Regions from separate parts of the Ovis aries genome. Here region 1 is linked to region 2. The links are chromatin contacts, called in public Hi-C maps. All regions are on one chromosome and are shown on one strand. Each heading gives the region's core, a stretch centred on a gene start, on an enhancer-like site or on the middle of the called end of the contact. The rest is flanking DNA. Distances are from core to core; before and after follow the strand shown.

Region 1 (4,888 bases), core at 428-2,927, 150 kb after region 2:
CATCACCATCTCCCGGAGTTCACTCAGACTCACGGCCATTGAGTCGGTTATGCCATCCAGCCATCTCATCCTCTGTCGTCCCCTTCTCCTCCTGTCCCCAATCCCTCCCAGCATCAGAGTCTTTTCCAATGAGTCAACTCTTCTCATGAGGTGGCCAAAGTACTGGAGTTTCAGCTTTAGCATCATTCGTTCCAAAGAAAACCCAGGGCTGATCTTCAGAATGGAGTGGTTGGATCTCCTTGCAATCCAAGGGACTCTCAAGAGTCTTCTCCAACACCACAGCTTGTAGTAGTCCTTAAAAACTAACACTACTGATAACAGTATTCATCCTCAGGGCCTGCAACAATTCCAATCGGCCCCCTGGCTTCTCAGAGCAATTTGACTCTGGGAGGGAAAGGGTCCTGGCTTGCAGATCATTTGTTAACCAGAGAACAGGTTCTCTAAATAAAAGCCCCACTCCAGTCTCCCTGGCTTCCAAAGCTAAGTGGGAAACTCCTCGGGGCAGCCAACCAGGGCCAGATGAGGCCGGATTCAGGGGCAATGCCCTAACTGGCTGAGCCTTTATTTACCTCTCGGTCGAACCTCCCAGGTCTGCGCAGCGCTGGGTCTAGAGCATCCGGCCGGTTGGTGGATCCCACAACCACCACCTCGCGGTCCTCACCGATGCCGTCCAGCAGCGTCAACACCTGGGCCACCACGCGGCTCTCGGGGGCTTGGTGTGGGCCGCCCCGCCGGGGACACAGGGCGTCCACCTCGTCCAGAAAGAGGAGGGTGGGACGGCGGCTGGCCAGCTCCCGGGCGCGCTGGAAGATCCGCCGCACATTTTCCTCCGTCTCCCCGGGCCGGGCGCCCTGCAGCGCGGGGGCGCTCACCGCCAGGAGCTCCGCGCCCGTCTCCCGGGCCACTGCCCGCACTAGCTGGGTCTTGCCCACTCCCGGGGGGCCGGCCAAGAGCACCCCGCGTGGCACTTCTAGCCCCAGCGAGGCCAAGGCGCGGGGGTAGCGGAGCGGCAGGCGGAGGAGCTCCCGCAGCGAGTCGGCCGCCTCCGAAAGGCCCCCCAGGGGCACCTCGGGCTGCGGCTCCTCTTCCGACGGAGGCACCTCGCTCAGACTGATGTGGGTGCGAGGGGTGACCAGCCCAGCCGGATTCGGGCTGGGCGCCCCGCTAACGATGTGCAGGGCGGCCACTGGACCCGGAGCGCCTGGAGGAGCGGCCACCACGTGGCCCTGAGAGACTGGACGGTTCCTCAGCAGCTCCTGCACAGCCTCCAGCACAGCGGCTGGACTCGGGGCACCAGACGCACCCGCTTGCTCCCTCAACTCCGGCCACACCGCGAGGCGCCGAAGGGGCGGGCAGGGCACTAAGCGGAGGCTGTTCAGGTTAATAACGCCCCCAGACCCCAGCGCGCCCACTGCCGTCCCCGGGCTCGTACACTGCGGGTCCAGCTGCACAAAGCCGTCCGCTCCATCCCGCCGCGGCCAGGCGGTGCAGAGGCAGGAGCCACCGTCAGGCAGCGAGATCTTCACAGCCGAGCCCAGGTGGGCGCCTAAGGCGCGGAGGGCCGTAGGGCCTAGACGACAGCGCTGGGTGCCCCGATCCCTAGTTTCTACGGGTAGCAGCTTTAAGGGAGGTCCTTCCGGAAAGGAACCCGAGTCCGGAGCCATTTCTCACGAAAGACTCGAAACCCAGGAAAATCGGACAGGAATTCCACCGGGCCGGAAAGACCGGCGCACCGTGGCCGGAAGCAGGTGATGCGCATGCGCCAGGGAAGCCGCTGAAGTGGGTCCTGATAGGTGGAAAGGACCAATGGGAAGTTAGACTAAGTTAGACAATGATGGGACGGTCAGGCTAGTTTGCCGCGGTGTTGGGTTTGGTAAAATCTCGTGGCCCTTTTTATAGCTTTGCAGACACTTATGACTGACTTCTAGAGTCCATAGTCACTTACTGACCTCTGCTGTCTGTTTCCAGCTCCTAGGTTGGAACAACCTAAAACCAGGAAACTACTGAGAGGAGATCCTGAGATGGGGAAATCACCAATTAAACCCTGTTTTCTTCTTTCTCTTAATCCTATTGCTTTCTATTCTCTTTGAAGAATAAAGACAGTAAATTCAGACTTCTCAAGAACAGCTTTGTAATTTCTAAAAATTTTTATTGGCATATAGTTGCTTTATAATGTTTCTACTGTACAGCAAAGTGAATCATGTATCCTCTTTTTTGGATTTCCTTCCCACTTAGGTCACCACAGAGCATTTAGTAGAGTTCCCTATACGGTAGGGTCTCATTAGTTATCTATTTTATAAATAACATGAATAGTGTATATATGTCAATCCCAATCTCCCAATTCCGGCCACAACCCTTCCCTCTTAGTATCCACACAGCTGTTCTCTATGTCTCTGTCTTTAGTCTTGCTTTGTCTGAGGAGGCCTTACAAATATCTGTGGAAAGAAGAGAAGCAAAAAGCAAAGGAGAAAAGGAAAGATATACCCATATAGCTAGTGGAGGTGATGGAATTCCAGTTGAGCTGTTTCAAATCCCGAAAGATAATGCTGTGAAAGTGCTGCACTCAATGTGCCAGCAAGTTTGGAAAACTCAGCAGTGGCCACAGGACTGGAAAAGGTCAGTTTTGATTCCAATCCCCAAGAAAGGCAATGCCAAAGAATTCTCGAACTACTGCACAATTACACTCATCTCACATGCTAGTAAAGTAATGCTCAAAATTCTCCAAGCGAGGCTTCAACAGTAAGTGAACCAAGAACTTCCAGATGTTCAAGCTGGATTTAAAAAAGGCAGAGGAACCAGAGATCAAATTGCCAACATCCGTTGGATCATGGAAAAAGCAAGAGAGTTTCAGAAAAACATCTATTTCTGCTTTATTGACTATGCCAAAGCCTTTGACTGTGTGGATCACAATAAACTGTGGAAAATTCTGAAAAGATGGGAATACCAGACCACCTAACCTGCCTCTTGAGAAATCTGTATGCAGGTCAGGAAGCAAGAGTTAGAACTGAACATGGAACAACAGACTGGTTCCAAATAGGAAAAGGAGTACGTCAAGGCTGTATATTGTCACCCTGCTTATTTAACTTCTATGCAGAGTACATCATGAGAAATGCTGGACTGAAAGAAACACAAGCTGGAATCAAGATTGCTGGGAGAAATATCAATCACCCCAGATATGCAGATGACACCACCCTTATGGCAGAAAGTGAAGAGGAGCTAAAAAGCCTCTTGATGAAAGTGAAAGAGGAGAGGGAAAATGTTGGCTTAAAGCTCAACATTCAGAAAATGAAGATCATGCCATCCAGTCCCATCACTTCATGGGAAATAGATGGGGAAACAGTGGAAACAGTGTCAGCCTTTATTTTTTGGAGCTCCAAAATCACTGCAGATGGTGACTGCAGCCATGAAATTAAAAGATGCTTATTCCTTGGAAGAAAAGTTATGAGAAACCTAGATAGCATATTCAAAAGCAGAGACATTACTTTGCTGACTAAGGTCCATCTAGTCAAGGCTATGGTTTTTCCAGTGGTCATGTATGGATGTGAGAGTTGGACTGTGAAGAAGGCAGAGTGCCGAAGAATTGATGCTTTTGAACTGTGGTGTTGGAGGAGACTCTTGAGAGTCCCTTGGACTGCAAAGAGATCCAACCAGTCCATTCTGAAGGAGATCAGCCCTGGGATTTCTTTGGAAGGAATGATGCTAAAGCTGAAACTCCAGTACTTTGGCCACCTCATACAAAGAGTTGACTCATTGGAAAAGACTCTGATGCTGGGAGGGATTGGGGGCAGGAGGAGAAGGGGACAACTGAGGATGAGATGGCTGGATGTCATCACAGAAACGATGGCCGTGAGTCTGAGTGAACTCTAGGAGTTGGTGATGGACAGGGAGGCCTGGCGTGTTGTGATTCATGGGGTCGCAAAGAGTCGGACACGACTGAGCGACTGAACTGAACTGATACCCATTTGAATGCAGAGTTCCAAAGAAGACCAAGGAGAGATAAGAAAGCCTTCCTCAGTGATCAGTGCAAAAAAAATAGAGGAAAACAAAAGAATGGGAAAGACTAGAGATCTCTTCAAGAAAATTAAAGATACCAAGGGAACATTTCATGCAAAGATGGGCTCAATAAAGGACAGAAATGGTATGGACCTAACAGAAGCAGAAGATATTAAGAAGAGGTGGCAAGAATACACAAAAGAACTGTGCAAAAAAGATCTTTACAACCCAGATAATCAGGATGGTGTGATCACTCACCTAGAGCCAGACATCCTGGAATGTAAAGTCAAGTGGGCCTTAGGAAGTACAGCTATGAACAAAGCTAGTGGAGGTAATGGAATTCCAGTTGAGCTATTTCAAATCCTAAAAGATGATGCTATGAAAGTGCTGCACTCAATATGCCAGCAAATTTGGAAAACTCAGCAGTGGCCACAGGACTGGAAAAGGTCAGTTTTTATTCCAATCCTAAAGAAAGGCAATGCCAAAGAATGCTCAAGCTACTGCACAATTGCACTCATGTCACATGCTAGTAAAGTAATGCTCAAAATTCTCCAAACCAGGCTTTAATAGTACGTGAACCATGTTCCAGATGTTCAAGCTGATTTAGAAAAGGCAGAGGAAACAGAGATCAAATTGCCAAAATCTGCCAGATCCTAGAAAAAGCAAGAGAGTTCCTTGCTTTTTCCTTCCAGTGGAAACAGTGGCAGACTTTATTTTGGGGGGGCTCCAAAATCACTGCAGATGGTGACTGCAGCCATGAAATTAAAAGACGCTTGCTCCTCGGGAGAAAAGTTATGACCAATCTAGACAACATATTAAAAAGCAGAGATAGTACTTTGCTAACAAAGGTCCATCTAGTCAAGGCTATGGTTTTTCTAGTAGTCGTGTATGGATG
Region 2 (4,702 bases), core at 1,426-3,925:
AAGAAACTTTTGCTGCACATATGCTGTATGCAGTAGTTTCTGGGGTTACAACAATAAATGAGGCAAGTCCCCTTCCCTGAAAGGGCTCGATACAGGTGAATCCGAGAATGTGAGAGGTGCCCTTGGATGTGAGAAAGATTACTTTCACCAGGGATATTGGGGAACAATTCTAAAGGAGGTGTGGGCATTTGAGTTGAAGCTTGAAGAATGGGATAGAATTTTCATTTCTTTCTTCTTTCTTTTTAAATGTTACTCATTGTGAAAAACTTAAAATACAATAGAACAGGGCATAACCTGAAAAGTAAAAATATGCCTTCTCGCTATCTTACTCCAGACAGAGTCACTCTGGAGTTTTCTTAAATAGCCTTCAAGAAATTGTCTTTGCAAACTCATGCTTAAACCCTGTTTTTATCACAAATGAAATATTGCTTATACTGTAACTTTTCTCATAAATATGGATCTCAGGTATCATCTGTATCAACATATATGAATTTACTCCATTGTTTTTAACATAATACAATTCTACCATAGTTTGTGTAACCAGTTCCCTGCTGTTATGGACTGAATGTTTGTGTCCTCCCCCAAAATGTATACACTGAAGTCCTAACCTCCCATGTAAAGGTATTTGGAGGTGGGAGTCTTAGGGAAATAATTGTTTAGATGGTGTGTAAGTGTAGGGCCCCCATGATGGGAATACGGGCCTTAAAATAAGAAGAGAGATCAGTACTCTCTCTTTCCACCCTGTGAAGGCACAGCAGAAAGCAGCCATCTGCAAGATCTGAAGAGTGTCCTCAGCAGGAATGTATTTTGCTCACACCTACACCTTGGACTTCACAGCCTCCAGAACTTCAAGGAATGAATGTCTGTTGTTTAAGCCACTCAGTCTATGTTATTTTGTTACAGCAGCCCAAGTAGACTAAGACACCTACAGAAAATAAGCCATCTATTTCACTTTTCGCTATTTCAAACAATGTTGCAGTGAGCTGTGCTTGTCTTTGCATATTCATATCATTGTTTCTGTAGAATAAATTCTTAGAACTAGGTTAATGGGACAAGGGGTTTATGCATTTGTTAACAGACACTGGAAAACTACCTTCCTATGAGATGGCACCAATTTACACTTCCACCAACAACCTACAGAGGGCTATCTCCAAATGGGGAAGAATTCTAAGACTGGAGAAAAAGGGGTACAACAAGAGGAAAGGAAGAAGCATAGGACTGCTCTGGAAAGAGAGGTTAGTTCAGCGTGTCTGGAGCATGAGAGATTCACTAGTGAGCTGAATAGTAGCTCTAAGACTATGCAGCCAGCAATGACGACCCTTGAGTGCCAAGCTAATGTGTTTGGCCCTTAATTTAGTAAGGAGCCATTTATGGTTTCCAAGCAAGTAAGTGACATGATGGGACCCAGATCTTGGGGCAGTGATGTGACAGTGTGATAGATGGGATGGAAGAATAATAAGAGACTGGAGCTGGACTAGCCTTACAACTGTTATTGTTAAAGGGTGAAAATACAAAAGGGAGAAGGAAATTGTAGGGCAGAATCCCTTGGAATAAACAGGGGTGGGAGGAAAGAGTTAAGAATAATGTCAAAGTTTCAAGAGATCATGACTTGGCACCATTAATAGGATCAGAAATCTATATTTACTTAAGTACATGCTGTAGGGTAAGATTAGTGCAAAATGACCATGTTAAAGTACCCAGAAAGCAGATGGAAGAGCAAGCAGCAGAGAGACCCAACCTGCATTTACATACAAGGAAGTCATATTTATAGAAGCAACTTATGAAGGTGTGAAGAGGGAGATCACTGAGGAAAAGCATGACCAAGGAAGACCTGAGAGCTATCAGCTTCGCGGTAAGTTCTATGTTTCTGGAACAGGAAGTACAAGTAAAGGCACGTCCAAAGTCCTGCAGCCTTTCTTATCTAGGGTTCCTCATCTGAACCACAGAACACACAAACTGTTTCTCAATTCTCCCAAGGATAGTACATACGCATAGGCAGTACCACTATGGATGCAGAACAAGTCGATTCATTACATTCAGTAGATGCCTTAGGCCATTCAGGTTTAAACCTTTCCTTGAATTCGGGTTGAGAAAGACTGCTGAATGGAACAGGGATGCAATAAGGTCAACAAGCAAGACAAGCATTTCATGAGTGAGTGGTCAGTAATACCGGATACCTCAGCTCTCTGAATAACAAACCAATCATCCTGGCAAATCCATCTTCAACCACTAACTTGTAACAAATAGCCAATAGTGTGCTGCAGTCAATAAGCAGATTCAGAATGGCTTCTCTTTCAACCCCCACGAACAGCACCCCAAACGCCGTTTTTTCCCACCCCCCCTCCACCCCCAGATCTCGTTTCCCGCCCCTCCTCTGGGTAGGAAGGCCGGCAGGGCAAGGTTCCCTTATTCCGCCCCGCGGCCAGTCTCGGGTCAGCAGCTGCTGAAAGCAACTTACTCCAGCTGGGCAGCCCGGAGAACCACCCACTTGGGTCAGACTGCCCGCCCGGCCCAATAGCACTTACCTGGCGTCAGGTCCCCGGCCTCCAGGACTTCGGGTGGCCCTGCCAGGACCCCGTCCGGGGAAGGCGGCCCAGGGACACTCATGTCCCTCCCGCTGGGAACAGGGAAGGGGCAGTTGCACAGACTGTCAGACGCAGTGAGGATGCACCGAATGCGCCCAGAGCCCACCCGGACAGAAGCGACGGTCGCACCAGGAAGTGACGAAAGCGGAAGATGGCCGGCTCGGGGCACGTGACTGCGGGCCTTTCCCACACCCTTTTTTCTCTCCCCCTCCCGGCGCTTTTAGGAGTTCAAGCTGAAGTGCTAGTGGGGTGGGGACTGGGAGTCTATGGGAGTCGTGGGGCGCGAGTCCCCGACTCTGGTGGTCGGCGGGCGGGATGAAAGAGGCAGTGTCTGAAAGCGGCTAGGTTGAGCTCGCGCTGTGTTGAGCCTGGGCCAGCAGTTGGACTTTGATCAGTAGGCCAGGTGCAGCTTTTCAGTTTTGTATCCTTATTAAGGAAATACCTTAAGGACTGCAGTTTGAACCCATTATAAATTCACGTTTAGCTCTCCTCAGCCTTGCTAACTAGGAGTTTGTCAAGATTCATCTCTCCTCTTGTTGATTGTAGGTGAACGATGTAAGGCCTGGCTTGCAGCATCTATTAATATCTACTGAGCAAATTCAGCCAAATTACCATAAACTGCACTTACTGAGATCCTATGGGATGATGTCATGAATTTTTATGAAAAACAATTAGAAATGGGCAGAAGCTGCCTCAGACCAATAAAATGATACCTCCTTACTTTAGACCTGCTCACTTAAACTGTAATCAGTTCAGCTCAGTTCAGTCGCTCAGTCGTGTGCAACTCTTTGTGACCCCATGAATCGCAGCGCACCAGGCCTCCCTGTTCATCATCTCCCGGAGTTCACTCAAACTCACGTCCATCGAGTGGGTGATGCCATCCAGCCATCTCATCCTCAGTCCTCCCCTTCTCCTGCCCCGAATCCCTCCCAGCATCAGAGTCTTTTCCAATAAGTCAACTCTTGGCGTGAGGTGGCCAAAGTACTGGAGTTTCTGCTTTAGCATCATTCCTTCCAAAGAAATCCCAGGGCTGATCTCCTTCAGAATGGACTGGCTGGATCTCCTTGCAGTCCAAGGGACTCTCAAGAGTCTTCTCCAACACCACAGTTCAAAAGCATCAATTCTTTGGCACTCAGCTTTCTTCACAGTCCAACTCTCACATCCATACATGACCACTGGAAAAACCATAGCCTTGACTAGACAGACCTTTGTTGGCAAAGTGATGTCTCTGTTTTTCAATATGCTATCTAGGTTGGTCATAACTTTTCTTCCAAGGAGTAAGCGTCTTTTAATTTCATGGCTGCAGTCACCATCTGCAGTGATTTTGGAGCCCAAAAAAATAAAGTCTGACACTGTTTCCCCACCTATTTCCCATGAAGTGATGGGACCAGATGCCATGATCTTCATTTTCTGCATGTTGAACTTTAAGCCAACTTTTTCACTCTCCTCTTTCACTTTCATCACGAGGCTTTTTAGTTCGTCTTCACTTTCTGCCATAAGCATGGTATCATCTGCATATCTGAGGTTATTGATATTTTTCCCAGCAATCTTGATTCCAGCTTGTGCTTCTTCCAGCCCAGCATTTCTCATGATATACTCTGCATAGAAGTTAAATAAGCAGGATGACAATATACAGCCTTGATGTACTCCTTTTTCTATTTGGAACCAGTCTGTTGTTCCATGTCCAGTTCTAACTGTTGCTTCCTGACCTGCATACAGATTTCTCAAGAGGCAGGTCAGGTGGTCTGTATTCCCATCTCTTTCAGAATTGTCCACAGTCTATTGTGATCCACACAGTCAAAGGCTTCGGCATAGTCGATAAAGCAGAAGTAGATGTTTTTCTGGAACTCTCATGCTTTTTCCATGATCCAGCAGATGTTCACAATTTGATCTCTGGTTCCTCTGCCTTTTCTAAAACCAGCTTGAACATCTGGAAGTTCACAGTTCACTTATTCCTGAAGCCTGTCTTGGAGAATTTTGAGCATTACTTTACTAGCATGTGAGATGAGTGCAATTGTGCAGCAGTTTGAGCATTCTTTGGCATTGCCTTTCTTTGGGATTGGAATGAAAACTGACCTTTTCCAGTCCCATGGCCACTGCTGAGTTTTTCAAATTTG

Evidence for each region. Hi-C and Micro-C count contacts between places; a contact is called where the count stands out from the background.
Region 1: a Hi-C map of tail adipose tissue shows a contact between it and region 2, with 3 times the contacts expected there. The contact joins the promoter of AFG2B here to the promoter of BLOC1S6 in region 2. A contact is called at or near these places in 3 of 16 Hi-C or Micro-C datasets (liver, muscle and tail adipose tissue).

What each region holds. Positions count from the first base shown.
Region 1 is chr7:63,185,132-63,190,019 of ARS-UI_Ramb_v3.0, forward strand. It overlaps AFG2B (AFG2 AAA ATPase homolog B), which reads right to left and starts at 1,678. Exons shown (of 8, transcript XM_015097069.3): 1 at 570-1,678. The coding sequence starts at 1,664. LOC121819983 (a long non-coding RNA gene) reads left to right here and starts at 1,637. Exons shown (of 2, transcript XR_006060394.2): 1 at 1,637-1,748; 2 at 1,969-2,113.
Region 2 is chr7:63,039,116-63,043,817 of ARS-UI_Ramb_v3.0, forward strand. It overlaps BLOC1S6 (biogenesis of lysosomal organelles complex 1 subunit 6), which reads right to left and starts at 2,676. Exons shown (of 5, transcript XM_042252523.2): 1 at 2,526-2,676. The coding sequence starts at 2,607. All of the region lies in intron 1 of LOC121819982 (a long non-coding RNA gene), which reads left to right.